Linked DNA regions of Ovis aries: regions 1 and 3 are each linked to region 2. The links are chromatin contacts, called in public Hi-C maps. All regions are on one chromosome and are shown on one strand. The core of a region is the stretch at or near the end of the contact, and the rest is flanking DNA. Distances in the headings are between cores, read along the strand shown. Region 1 overlaps LOC105603900 (a long non-coding RNA gene). Region 2 holds the start of CDYL (chromodomain Y like). Region 3 holds the start of RPP40 (ribonuclease P/MRP subunit p40).

Region 1 (4,039 bases), core at 1,508-4,007, 130 kb after region 2:
CAAACGAATGCAGAAGGCGGAGTCGGTAGGGCTTAGAAGATGCTGCCTGGGACCCCGTCACGGAGACAAGGGCAAGTTCCTCACAGGCTGCATGGATCAGGAAAACAGGGAAGGTGGGACACGACTGGGCCCTTGGAGGACAGAGGGGTCTGGGGGGAGTTTCATAGGGTGGTTGAGCCAGTGCGTGGGGGAGGGAACATGTGTGTTCAGCGGTCAGCGAGGAAGCCGGCAAGTGGGAACCGAGGGTCGGCCCAGGTGGACGCGGGCGGGCACACTGGCACTGGGTCTTCGTCCTCCTCATCTCATCACGCTCACTGAACGCCTTGTCGAGGCCTGTGTTCCCCAGCTGGGTAGCAAGCTCCTGAGAGCAGAGACTGTCCAAGTTAGCTCAGCCTGACCTGTGTCTCTAGGGCCTGCACGAAATAGATGCTCAGTGTGTCCATCAAGTGTGTGAATGAATGGGGGAGTGGTGGATGTCTTGGGAATGGCAGGTTATGTTCTGATTGTGGAGGGTCTGGGCGAGAACTGGGAACCCACTGAACATTTCGAAGGGGGAACGTATCTGTGTGAAGGGGGGTATTTTGGGAAGGAATAGCCTGAGAGCCCTAGGGAGGATGGTTGAAAGGTACAGGATTTATAAGTCAGATGCAGGCCACTGAGGAGGCAACCAGGGTTGTGAAGGCATCAGATGGTGTAGTTCTAGGCTCATCTGCCACCGGTGGCACTGAGACGGGCACGGTCAGGTGGGTTGATTTAAACAGATGCTCCACAGACATTTTCACCTGGTGGCCACTTCTGATGCTCTTGGTAATTAAGATTCTGCCTAAGGACTTTCCTGGTGGTCCAGTGGTTAAGAATCCACCTTCCAACACAGTGGATGCAGGTTCGATCCCTGGTTGGGGAGCTAAGATCCTGCATGCCGCTGGGGCAACTCAGCCTGTGCAGGGCAACTGCTGAGCCCGTTCAAGCTCTGGAGCCTGCAAACCACAACCAGAGAGAAGCCTGCGGGTCACTACCAAAGGTCCTGTGTGCTGTAACTAAGGCCACCTCCCCTCCCCCCCAAAAAGTACAATCGGAATATACAGTTAAAAAAAGATTTGGCCAATATTTTCCTTCTCCAGAATAACAATAGCAAAAGTCCTTAACAGTTTCCAAACAGTGTAGAAGAGAAAAGGCCACAGCTTCCCTCTGACTGTCCGGCTTGGCTGTGGAGTAGCTGGTGGGAAGTCAGGAGGGGCAGGGCATGGGGGGCACAGGCCGTGGCCGGTGAGCAGGCTGGCCCAGAGCACAGACAGGGCCTTGGCACCACAGCCACATGATTCTTTCCTTTGGGAAAGGCAGGGCTTCCTGACTTTTCTGATGTGGGGTGAGAGGTAGAAGAGGAAAATGAAGTTGCTCAGTCGTGTCCAACTCTTTGTGACCCTGTGGACTATAGCCTACCAGGCTCCTCTGTCCATGAGATCTTCCAAGCAAGCGTATTGGAGTGGGTTACCATTTCCTTCTCCAGGGGATCTTTCCGACCCAGGGATTGAACCCAGGTCTCCCACGTTGAAGGCAGACACTTTACCACCACGGAAATGAGAGGTAGAAGAGGAGGAAGGAGGGAAAATATAACTTTTTATTCCCTGCCCAGTTAAAAACCTTGGCCACTTGGGCTTTTTGAAATGGTTACACAGTGTTCTGAAGATCTTATAAATTCCTCTCTAAGGATAAGCCTCCAGGGAGGCTATGCCCAAGGGAATATTCCTTCTTGAAAAATAGGGCCAGAGCAGAGAGTTAAAACTTCCTCAGAAATGCAAACAATCCTCTTCAGATTAAAGGCCTTTGCAAGAGCCTTCTATTTCGCTTTGCTGGAACTTCAGGTGTTCAAAGACCAGGGGTTGGGTGAGATCTACTTTCAACAGTATATATATAGACAAAAAAGCCTGACATTTCCAATTTCCATCTCAGAAAGGAGATCAGTACCTGGGTGCTGGATGGGAAGAAAGCATAATTTTCTAAGCCTTGAACCTTCTCATTTGTAGTTTTTCTTACACCTGGTTTGTTTCTGTCATGATCGGTTGGGAAAACCATGCCCGCAAAGTAAGCCTGAATGTCTGTGCTCAGCATAGCGAGCAGAGGAGCCTGGGCCTCCTTCAGCCAGGCCTGGGGGCGGAAGGGCTCGAATGGACCAAGAAGTGGGACAGTCACAGAGAGGGGAGGAAAGCCAGCGGTCCCGAAGCCTTTGACAATGACGGGAAAGAGGACGTCCTAATCAGAAGCTGTGATATTTAATTTTACATGTCACTTTGGCTGGGCCACAGTGCCCATATACATGTTAGCCGCTCAGTCACGTCCGACTTGTTGTTGTGACCTCGTGGACCATAGCCCACCAGGCCCCTCTGTCCATGGAATTCTCCAGGCCAGAATACTGGAGTGGGTAGCCTTTCCCTTCTCCAGGGGACCTTCCCAATCCAGGGATCGAACCCAGGTCTCCTGCATTGCAGGCCGATTCTTTACCAGCTGAGTCACCAGGGAAGGCCGTGATTATCCATCTAATTACCTGAGCCCTTAAAAAAGCAAGGACCTTTCTCTGGATGGAGTTAGAGGGAAGGCAGCAGAAAGGGGAGTCAGGGAGATTCGAGTCCCGGGAGGGATTCAGGGCTCCTTTGCTGGTTCTGAGAAGTCAGAGCCTTGTGCCAGGATTCCAGGGAGGCCTCTGGGAGCTAAGGCTGCCCCCAGCTGACAGCCAGCAATAGAGCAGGGGCCCCACTTGCACAACCACCTGGCCAGCAGCCTGAGCGAGCTTGGCCGCAGACTCTCCACTCAGAGCCCTGATCGGGACTGCAGCTTTGCTGATTCCAGCCCGCAGCCTCTGAAAGGGGGCCCAGTGGAGCCGAGCCGCACAGACTGCGGAGCCGCAGAGCTGTGAAATGAGGAAAGGTGTGGTTTCAAGCTACTCAATGTGCGGTGATTTGTCCTGGCAGCAATAAAAACAAACGCAGGGCTTTGCCGAGGTCGGAGCCTTTGGGAAGATCTGCTTTTTCCTCTTCTATCCAAGTTTCTCAGCGGCAAAGCGCCTCTCTGTAGCTCGCCCCGGCCTGCGTGGTTAGTGAGGAAACTTCTGAGCCTACAGCTCGGGGTTTCCGTCTCTCTCGCAGCGGCTTTCTGCCTGCGTGGGCGCCTCCTCGAGCAGCGTGTCGGGAGCTCTGCAGCCTTCATGGTGCACCGGATCATCACCATTTCATCACCCCGTGGGAGCTTGCCCAGCCAGCCTCCAGGGAAGCCGTCAGAAACAGGCAAACACTCATTTCATGAGCCTGCCACCTCCCGCTGCAAAGTAGAGCCAGGCTTCTTTCACACCAAGAGCAAAGCATCAAGTCAAACGTTTCTGAGACTCACACCAAGAGCAAAGCATCAAGTCAAACATTTCTGAGACAGACCTGTCAAGCAGGTGAGTCAGCTCTCTGAAGACTGCCTCCTGCTTAGCCAAGGGCAACCGTCTTCTGCAGAAATAGGGCTGGAACAAAGAGCTCTGCTGCTTTCATCCTGGATTTCCTGTGAATGGTTGGCTTCCACCGGCGGAGCCTAGAGCCGACGATGCCAATGGCAGGGATTAGCTCTGCAGGCAGGCCAGTGTGGTCCATGGAGAGACGCCATCAAATCCAAAATGCCTTAACCGAGGGCTGGGGACCAAGAAAAAGAGTCAGATCCTGCCCACAGATATTCACAGTGGAGTGGGGAGATGAGCCCGAGAGGAAGGAAGGATGAACCAGTGCTACAGGAAGGTGTGGGAGATTCCCCTGTGCAGAGACGGGGTGTTTCTCTGCCGCACATCCCAGGAGGCTTCACGGGAGAGACAACATCTGAGCCCGACCTTGGCATCAGGGGCTTCCTGGTGGCTCAGCTGGTAAAGAATCCGCCTGCAATGCGGGAGACCTGGGTTCGATCCCTGGGTTGGGAAGATCCCCTGGAGAAGGGATAGGCTACCCACTCCAGTATTCTCGCCTGGAGAATTCCATGGACTGTATAGTCCAGGGGGTCACAAAGAACCAGACAC
Region 2 (3,984 bases), core at 171-2,670:
ACAGAGGAACCTGGTCGGGTTGCAGTCCACGGGGTGGCAAAGAGTGGGACACAACTGAGCCCAAATGACCCAAGACAGCATCTTGAATACAGCAGGGCACAGCCAGCGTGTAAAGGACTTGAGCATAATGGCGCACTTTCAGCCAGCCAAGGTACTCCGACCATGTACCATGTCGGGCAGACCACGGATTCTACGGAAGGCAGCCTCCTCCAGAGAACTTTCGCACAAAAAGTTGCTAGAAGGCCAGAACGGATGGTAACACACAGCCGCACGCTGTGCCAAGGGCGGTAACGCACCGGCAAGAGGGGACACCTCGGAAGACTCAGCCGGTTCTCATTAAGCGATCGCTGGGGGCCAAAGGAGCTCTACTCGTTACAGACGCTTCCTTACGTCCCTAAACATCCAGGTCCCTGAACGCATCGGAGGTGAACCCACGGAGTATCCACAAGTGAAGTCTCTTACGAAGCTGTATTTACAAACACGCACCCGAAAGCAAAGAGTGCTCTCCAAGCGTCTGCACTCCCCAGGAAGTCGACTTTGCAACGAGTCAAGAAGTTACATCGGGGCGCACAAGACACGCCTGGAGATCCAAACCAACAACCACACCGCTCCAAGTCGACGCTGGCAAACCCTTGGCCCAGAACTCGCGGTTCTGACGGGGGCCCCCTTCTCGAAGCTCGCACCACCACGGCGCAAAAATGAATGACGGTTGGAGCCGCGTTAGGTTTAAATTTCCTGGCTCCGGCCACAATACCAAACCTAATTAGAGCATGCGGTCAACGCTCGGCCCTCTCGGCGCGGTGTCGGGCAGCGCTCGGGTCGGCAGCAGAGTCGAGAGACAGTCGCACTCGTCCCCGCGCCCCCCCCGCCCCACAACCCCGCAGGCGAGAGCCCCCCACCCAGGAGTGCTCCGCCGGGCGCCCCCACGCCCCGCCGCCAGCACTCCAGCCCCGTCCGCGGTCCGGCCCCGCGGCCGGGACGCCCCCGGCCCGCAAACTCGGGCGCGCGCGCTTCCGTCCAGCAACCCGCGGCCGGGGCGGGGGCCGGGGGAGGGGAGCTACCTCGTACAGCTCCTCGGAGGCCATGGCGGGCGGCGGGGCGCGCGGCGCGGGGCAGGGCCGGCGAGGCGCCGAGCCGCCGGCGGCCCACACTTTGTTCCAGTCGGGTCCCTGCGTGGCCTGCGCTTCCTGCTCCGCGCGGCGCCGGGCGGGCGGGCGCTCACTCCCGCCGCTGCGGGCCGCCGGCCGGGTCGGTGCGCAGGAGCAGCTGCGCAACGCGCCCTCCGCGCCGCGCTCACTCCGCGGCGGGCCGGCTGGGGCTCGGGCTCATCGCGCCGCCGCGGGGCCGGGCCGGGCTGGGGCGGGCGCGGCGGCGGTGCACGGCGGCGCGCGGGCTCCGCGGCTCCCCCTCTCCGCGGTAGTGCAGAAAGCTTCCTACTTGCGGCCGAAAAACCTGCCCCGGCTACTGAGCATGCCCAGTGCGGCCGCCCGGCCCGGCCGAGCCGCGCTCCGGGTTTTCGGGCCGCCCGCGCGGGGTGGGGGGGGCGGGGCGGGGCGGCCGGCGGGCGGGGCGGCGCGGGGAGCGGCGGGCCGCGCTGGGGCTCGGCGGCCAGGCAGGCGGGCAGGAAGGGGCGGGGCCTGAGGCGGGGGCGGGGCCGCGAGCGGGGGCGGGGCCTGCTCGCCCCAGGGCCCTCCGGAGGTCGGGCAGAGCCGCGCGCCCGCCTCGACGTGGGGGGCGTGGCCGCGGCGCGCGTGGGAGGGGCCTGATCGCCCCAGGGCCCTCCGGAGGTCGGGCCGGCCGTGCGCCCGCCTCGACGTGGGGGGCGTGGCCGCGGCGCGCGGGGGCGGGGAGAGGGCGGAACCAGCTCGCCCCAGGGCCCTCCGGAGGTCGGGCCGGGCCGTGCGCCCGCCTCGACGTGGGGGGCGTGGCCGCGGCGCGCAGGGCGTGGCTTGTGGGCGGGCGTGGCCTGAGGGGCGGGGCCTGCTCGCCCCGGGGCCCTCCGGAGGTCGGACTGGGCCGCGCGCCCGCCTCGACGTGGGGGGCGGAAGGTGGCGGCTCACACGGGGGCGGGCACCGGCGAGCCCAAGGTTGGGTTCGGAGCCGCGCCGCCCGGCGCCCGCAGCCCGCCGCCCCGACGGCATTGGCGCGCGGAGCCCGTCCGGCCAGGGCCAGCCCGCCGAGGCCCGGCGGCGTGGCCAGGTGGAGCCCCCGCCCCTCCACGTGCCCGCCTCCCCCGCGGCCGCCGCCAAGACCCGGAGCCGGAGCGCGCTCCCGCTCGGCGGCAAGCCGGGGTGCGGGGGCGGGGGCCGGGGCGGCGCGAGGGCGCGGCCGCCTGAGCCCGGCCCGCAGCTTCCCCCGCGCCGGGCCTCCTTGTTCCTCTCGAGCGCCCGCCTCCCCCGAAGAGGAGCTGGGAGGAGGGGCCGGGCTCCGGGGAAAAGTCTGGGTTCCAAGGGAACGGGGCTGTCAGTCGTGGTTCTCCTGGGCGGGGCCGGGGGGGAGACGGGGGGGACAGCTCGGTGACCGGCGATGGGCAGGCTCCCTCTGCACTCGCCGCGGGAGAGGGGCATCGTGGACGAGGCCCCTGGGCACACCTGCCTGGACCCTGGACGTCTCCTCATCGCTGCGGAACGAGGAAGAGGCTGCGTGGCCCGACTGCCCCAAACGGCCGGCGACCGCCAGCCTCCCTGCGAGGAAAAGGGGACCTCGCGAGGCCCTGCGGACAGGCCGCTTCACGTGGCCCCCCATCAAACCCAGCCCTCTCCGCCCCCGGTGCATCCTCCGCCCCGGGCTCCAGTGAACTAGAAACCGACCTCCGAAAAACAAGGCTCCTCCCACCAGTTTCCTTCTTCAAACCCCGTTCGATGGTGCCCCGTACGCAGTTTAATGACCAAAAGGCTTCTCACAGACCCTGCTGTCCTTCCTGCCACACCGTCCTCTACCTACAAAAGAAGCTTGCCCCCCACCACCGGTGAACTGGAATTCCAGCGTCCCCACGCCCACGAACGAGCGCAGCGCCTGCCCTTAAGTCACTTCAAGTCGAATCACCATTGTCTCCACGGCGCCTGCAACCCCCTCTGCCTGGAATGCCCTCCCCCCTTTCAATCGTGAACTCCTGCTCCGACGTCACCCCAAAAGCAAAGCCTTCTGACTTCCAGGACCGAATGAGTCACCGCAGCCACTCGGCGCTCACCTCTGCGGACTCTGTTCTGTGCACTCTTCTCTCCCATCCCCCCGTTTCTAGACTACGACCTTCTCCCAGATCGCATCTTCAAGTTTGACGCTCCAGCCCCCACACTATACCTACAAAACAGGGTGTTTATTCTGTGAATTGGAATCCTGGCGTCCACAGCAAAGCCCCTGACACCTAATTCAGCTGATTCCATTATCTTACGCCTTGACAACAGCATCGCAAAGTTTCCACCTTCTCAGCCCGTCCAGGAGCTAGCTCCCTTTGACCGCCTAGCCAGTTCTCCCTCCCCTCCAAACACGAGCACCTCTTTTCCTTTCACTGAACATCTGCTACATGTGCTTATCGCCTCTGGCACACAGATTCGTCAACGGTAGTTGTAAGCTCCTTGAAGGCAAAGACTAAGCATCCTGTAGCCTCCAAGTCTCAAAAGTGGTGGTCGCCCAGCTACGCCGGTGCTCACTGACTTGCAGGAGGTGGTTCAGAGTCACATAAGTCCAAGAAAACACGAATAAAAAAAGAGGGACCCTCAGTATAAAGTGAACACACACATCTCAGCTAGAAACCCCCATACAGTCACAGACCGAAATAAATATAAAGCCCCCACTGTTTCTGAGGGGAGGGGAGCAAGACACCTGCAACTGCTACTCTCAGCTTTGGGGCTAGTCCATTTGATACACATGCGACCCTAACACAAGGAGACTTCCCTCACTGTGGGGAAAAAGGAAGGGCGGATTACAGCATTAAAAAAAAAAGCAACTCCAAAAAGCCGATGTATACAGACCTTCAATCCTGAT
Region 3 (3,952 bases), core at 566-3,065, 130 kb before region 2:
GGCAGTAACTGGTTGGAGAGTCATTCACACGTATTTATTATGTGCCCAGAACCCAGCAAGTCATAAAGAAACGTCTCTTTATTGTTAATCGATGTGTGGTGCAGACAGGTGTAGAGGCTGGGCCCTAGATATATGTCATGTTATTCATATATTCAAGAGATCGTCTGGATGCTGACTGTAGGAGGGCAAGACAGTCGGGAGGCTGGCATTTGCAGTGACCAGAGAGAAAGGCGGCCAGCAGTGGTTGTGGACTAGAGACAGCGCGGAGGGGCGACAGAGCCATTTTGATGAAGTATTGTAGAGAAAAGCTGAAGTTTACACGCATAGGAGTTACACTGAGCCTTCAAAAGTTAATACAACATTTTCACCTAAAGGGCTTGTTAGAAAAGCTTCATGTTGCTTTCACACATTACTGGTGCACCATCAGAATCGCAACAGTCACTTTGCAGAGCTTTGGAGTACCAACCTAGGAGAGGTCCACCTCTGACGCTGCAGGTCTAAGAGAGGCCACTGCTACTGAATTGTGTGGTGCCCATGAAGCAATGCTTTAAGCATTTTACATGCTAATATGATATTTGTAAGTTGTATCTAAGTGCCTTGTTGTGATTTAGGAGATTGGGAATTTTTTGATCAACTTGCTATTTCTTTATCATTCTTCCTATTTAAAATAATGGAAAATTGGTGTCCCTTAGAATATTTGCAGAGATAATCTGACTTTTGAGGCACAGGAGTAATGGTGAAGAACTGACCAGCCTTAGTTTTGGATGAGATTTACACATGTGACTGGCGTGAGTTGCCATTTCCTCCTTTAGGGGATCTAACCCTCATCTCTTGGGTCTCCTGCATTGCTAGGTGGATTCCTTACCACTAGCACCACTTGGGAAGCCCAGACTTACACATACTTATCTTCTAAATTGGGCTTTCCAGGTGGCTTAGTGGTAAAGAATCCGCCTACAATTCAAGAGATGTGGGTTCGATCCCTGGGTCAGGAAGATCCCCTGGAGAAAGCAATGGCTACCTATTCCAGTATTCTTGACTGGGAAATCCCGCGGACAGAGGAGCCTGGCAGGCTACAGACCATGGGGTTGCAAAAAAAGTTGGACACGACTGAGTACTCATGCATCCATGCATCTTCTAAATTATTTAACTTCTCTTCTTCCACATCTTATAGTAAAACTGATGCTCCAGAACACAAATATTCTGTTATTTTGCATCCTCTCTGCATAGAATTGGGCTGTGCAGATTCCAGTTTGAAAAGTGTGTAGTATAGTACTTACAGTTGGTCAGAAAGATTAGGTGGAAAAACGAATTATCACTATAACTTCCAATAGCAACAAATTATTAAAAGCGGTTCCAAAAGTCTATTTTTCATTCTTTTTTTTTTTTTTTTGGTTGCGCCGGCTTGTGGGATCTTCATTTCCCCAACCAGGGATTGAACCCTGGCTCCAGCACTGAATACTAACCCCTGGATGGCTAGAGAATTCCCCAAAAGGATATTTTTAAAAGGATCTTAAAAGTGGTTTTGAAGAAGTCTTAAGGAGTTCTATTGAAGGTATTAGACACAAACCTCCTTGACAGTTTGGGAAGGGGCAACCTGGGGCCCAGAGGAGGGAGTCTGACAAGGGAATTCATTCCGGGCAGTGCGCCTTTCCTTTACCCATCAGAGAGCTCCGGCTGAGGATCCCGAGGCCTAGCCCCGCCCCCAGCGCTAGCCCCGCCCCGGCGCTAGCCCCGCCCCTACCCGGGCAGCCTGCGCACGTGCGCCCTGCCGGCACTGCGCACGCCCGCGGGGCGAGGGAAGGGGCGGGGCGAGCCGAGCCTGGAGGGTCTGCGCGGGGAGAGCATGGCCACGCTGCGCCGGCTGCGAGAGGTGCCCCGGCACCTGCTGGTCTGTGAGAAGTCCAACTTCGGCCATGACAAGTCGCGCCACCGGCATCTCGTGGAGACGCACTATTACAATTACAGGGTGAGTCCTGGCCCTCGGTCCGCGGATCGCGCACGCTCCCTCCCGCGGGCGCGGGAGGCTGGGGGAGAGCCGGGCTCTGCTCCGGGGGCCCGCCCTCGTCGCGTGGAGGGGCGGGGCCCTCGCTCGGCATGCTGGGAGCTGTAGTCTCTCCGTGGCTCCAGGCTCCTGTGTTGGCTCGCTTGAGGACCACAAGTCCCAGGGTGCACCGGTGCGGGGCGGTGCCCCGCCGTCGGAGGGCGGGGCAGGGTTCACGGGGCCTCTGGTCTCTTGCTGTGGCCTGGCCCCGCCCCAGGCGTGCTGCGTCCCTGGGGCGGGGCCGGAAGGCGGGGGCGGGGCCAGGACGGGCGGGGCGGCCGCCCTCCTTCCCTGCCGCTGGGTTCCTGCACCCGCGCGCCTCTCCGGAGCGGCCGGCCCAGTTCCGCCCGGGAGCTGCTTGCTCCTCTAAACCGCTTACGGGCGCTAGTTTGATCCCTGAAAAGCTCTTTCTTCTGCCCGCTGCTCTCCGCCTTGTCCATCCAGAGCGCCAGGGCGGCATTTGGGCAGCTTTTGGTAGAAATTCGCCTCGGCCGCCTTGCCCACAGCGATGTTTGCTGGTGTTCCCTGGAAGTGTCGCCCGCCCCGGGGCCCTTTTCGTGGCTGAGGCGTCAGTGGGGGTGGTTACTGGACCTTCCTGGGGAGGAGAAGCCCCCTGACTCCCGGGCAGTGTCTGCTGGGAAGGCTTCGCGGACCCGTGCAAGTGGGGAGGACTCCAGACTAGACCTTAAAATGGAAGCGCGTGAAGCCTCGCACGCTTTTAAGCTGATCAGCCTAATCTCAGCTCGGCCTCACTGGCCAGTGTCTCAGACACAAGTGGCGACCCCGGTTAGTGTCCCCGCTTTGGGAGAGTGGCCTTTTTCAAGGTGTGGAGCGGCCGGGCACCGCTTGAAACCTGTCGGGTTGAACGTCTCTGCTCTGGATGGATAACTCTTCACAGACAGCCGTCTGGGAGGTGCACTGTGTCCTCCCCAGCCCACGTGCAGAGCTTTTCCGTCGGGACAGTGGGAACACCAAGCTGACTTCTGCTTCCATGTGGCCTGTTAATAACCAGTATCCCCAAATTCCTTACGCCCTAAGGGACAGTTCCTCTGATTCCAGCCTGGTACCAGGATACACAGATCTGGGGATATTCACTTATACTTGGTGAGTCCCTAAGTCTAACCCTAACCCCGCCAGGCTCCTCTGTCCATGGGATTTCCCAGGCAAGAATACTGGAGTAGGTTGCCATTTCCTTTTCCAGGGGATCTTCCTGACCCAGGGATCAAACCTAGGTCTTTTGCATTGGCAGGCAGATTCTTTACCACTGCATTTCCCTAAAAATTAATTAATGTAGTGACAGGAACAGGTCATCAAATATATTGCTTATTTTCAAAAGATAAAACGCAAGCAAGAGTTTCCCATTAAAATTGTTTTTTTTCATTCAATTTCCTATACTGTGCACTTGAATTCAGAAATGGAAAACTTAACTTGTTGGATTTCTCTTTTCCTGAGATTAGTAAATTAATTTCAGACTTTTGCTGAAGGTTGTGGAGGAATGGTTAGTAGCCTTAATTATGTTGTATCATCACTAAATCCCGGGTGTTGATCTGCATGAAAATAAAACTTGTTGAAACCTATAATGGAGTATAATTTGCAAAAATGCTGAATCACATGCTGTATACATGAAACTAGTATAATACTGTAAGTCAACCATGCTTCTGTTATTAATATAAAAATAAGTTTTTTGTGTTGTATATTCCAATAGGTTTCATTTCTGATTCCTGAATGTGGGATACTATCAAAAGAACTGAAAGATCTGGTCATGGAATTTGGACCCTATTACTTTGTGAAGGATTTACCTCTTTATGAGTTAATCACACACGAATTCATCAATTCTTTTGTCAAGAAAGGTAAGAAAAACCTCATAGTGTCTGTGAACATGGTGGGATGCAGAAGGCCAGGGAGGCCACA

Evidence for each region. Hi-C and Micro-C count contacts between places; a contact is called where the count stands out from the background.
Region 1: a contact with region 2 is called in a Hi-C map of hypothalamus, with 1.9 times the contacts expected there. The contact joins the enhancer-like site here to the promoter of CDYL in region 2. A contact is called at or near these places in 2 of 16 Hi-C or Micro-C datasets (hypothalamus and skin fibroblasts).
Region 3: a contact with region 2 is called in a Hi-C map of liver, with 4 times the contacts expected there. The contact joins the promoter of RPP40 here to the promoter of CDYL in region 2. A contact is called at or near these places in 3 of 16 Hi-C or Micro-C datasets (blood, hypothalamus and liver).

Annotation. Positions count from the first base shown.
Region 1 is chr20:48,950,089-48,954,127 of ARS-UI_Ramb_v3.0, forward strand. The region is part of intron 3 of LOC105603900 (a long non-coding RNA gene); the gene reads left to right. Among named protein-coding and RNA genes, the nearest start is that of CDYL, 130 kb to the left of the region's middle. Within about 2 kb of position 2,758, at least 14 of the 54 cell types and tissues checked have an H3K27ac peak or open chromatin away from gene starts, as enhancers often do. A contact at or near this core is called in hypothalamus, where this site is marked.
Region 2 is chr20:48,820,261-48,824,244 of ARS-UI_Ramb_v3.0, forward strand. CDYL (chromodomain Y like) reads right to left here and starts at 1,421. Exons shown (of 7, transcript XM_027958623.3): 1 at 1,062-1,421. The coding sequence starts at 1,085.
Region 3 is chr20:48,685,593-48,689,544 of ARS-UI_Ramb_v3.0, forward strand. It overlaps RPP40 (ribonuclease P/MRP subunit p40), which reads left to right and starts at 1,816. Exons shown (of 9, transcript XM_042236802.2): 1 at 1,816-1,966; 2 at 3,080-3,145; 3 at 3,747-3,891. The coding sequence starts at 3,804.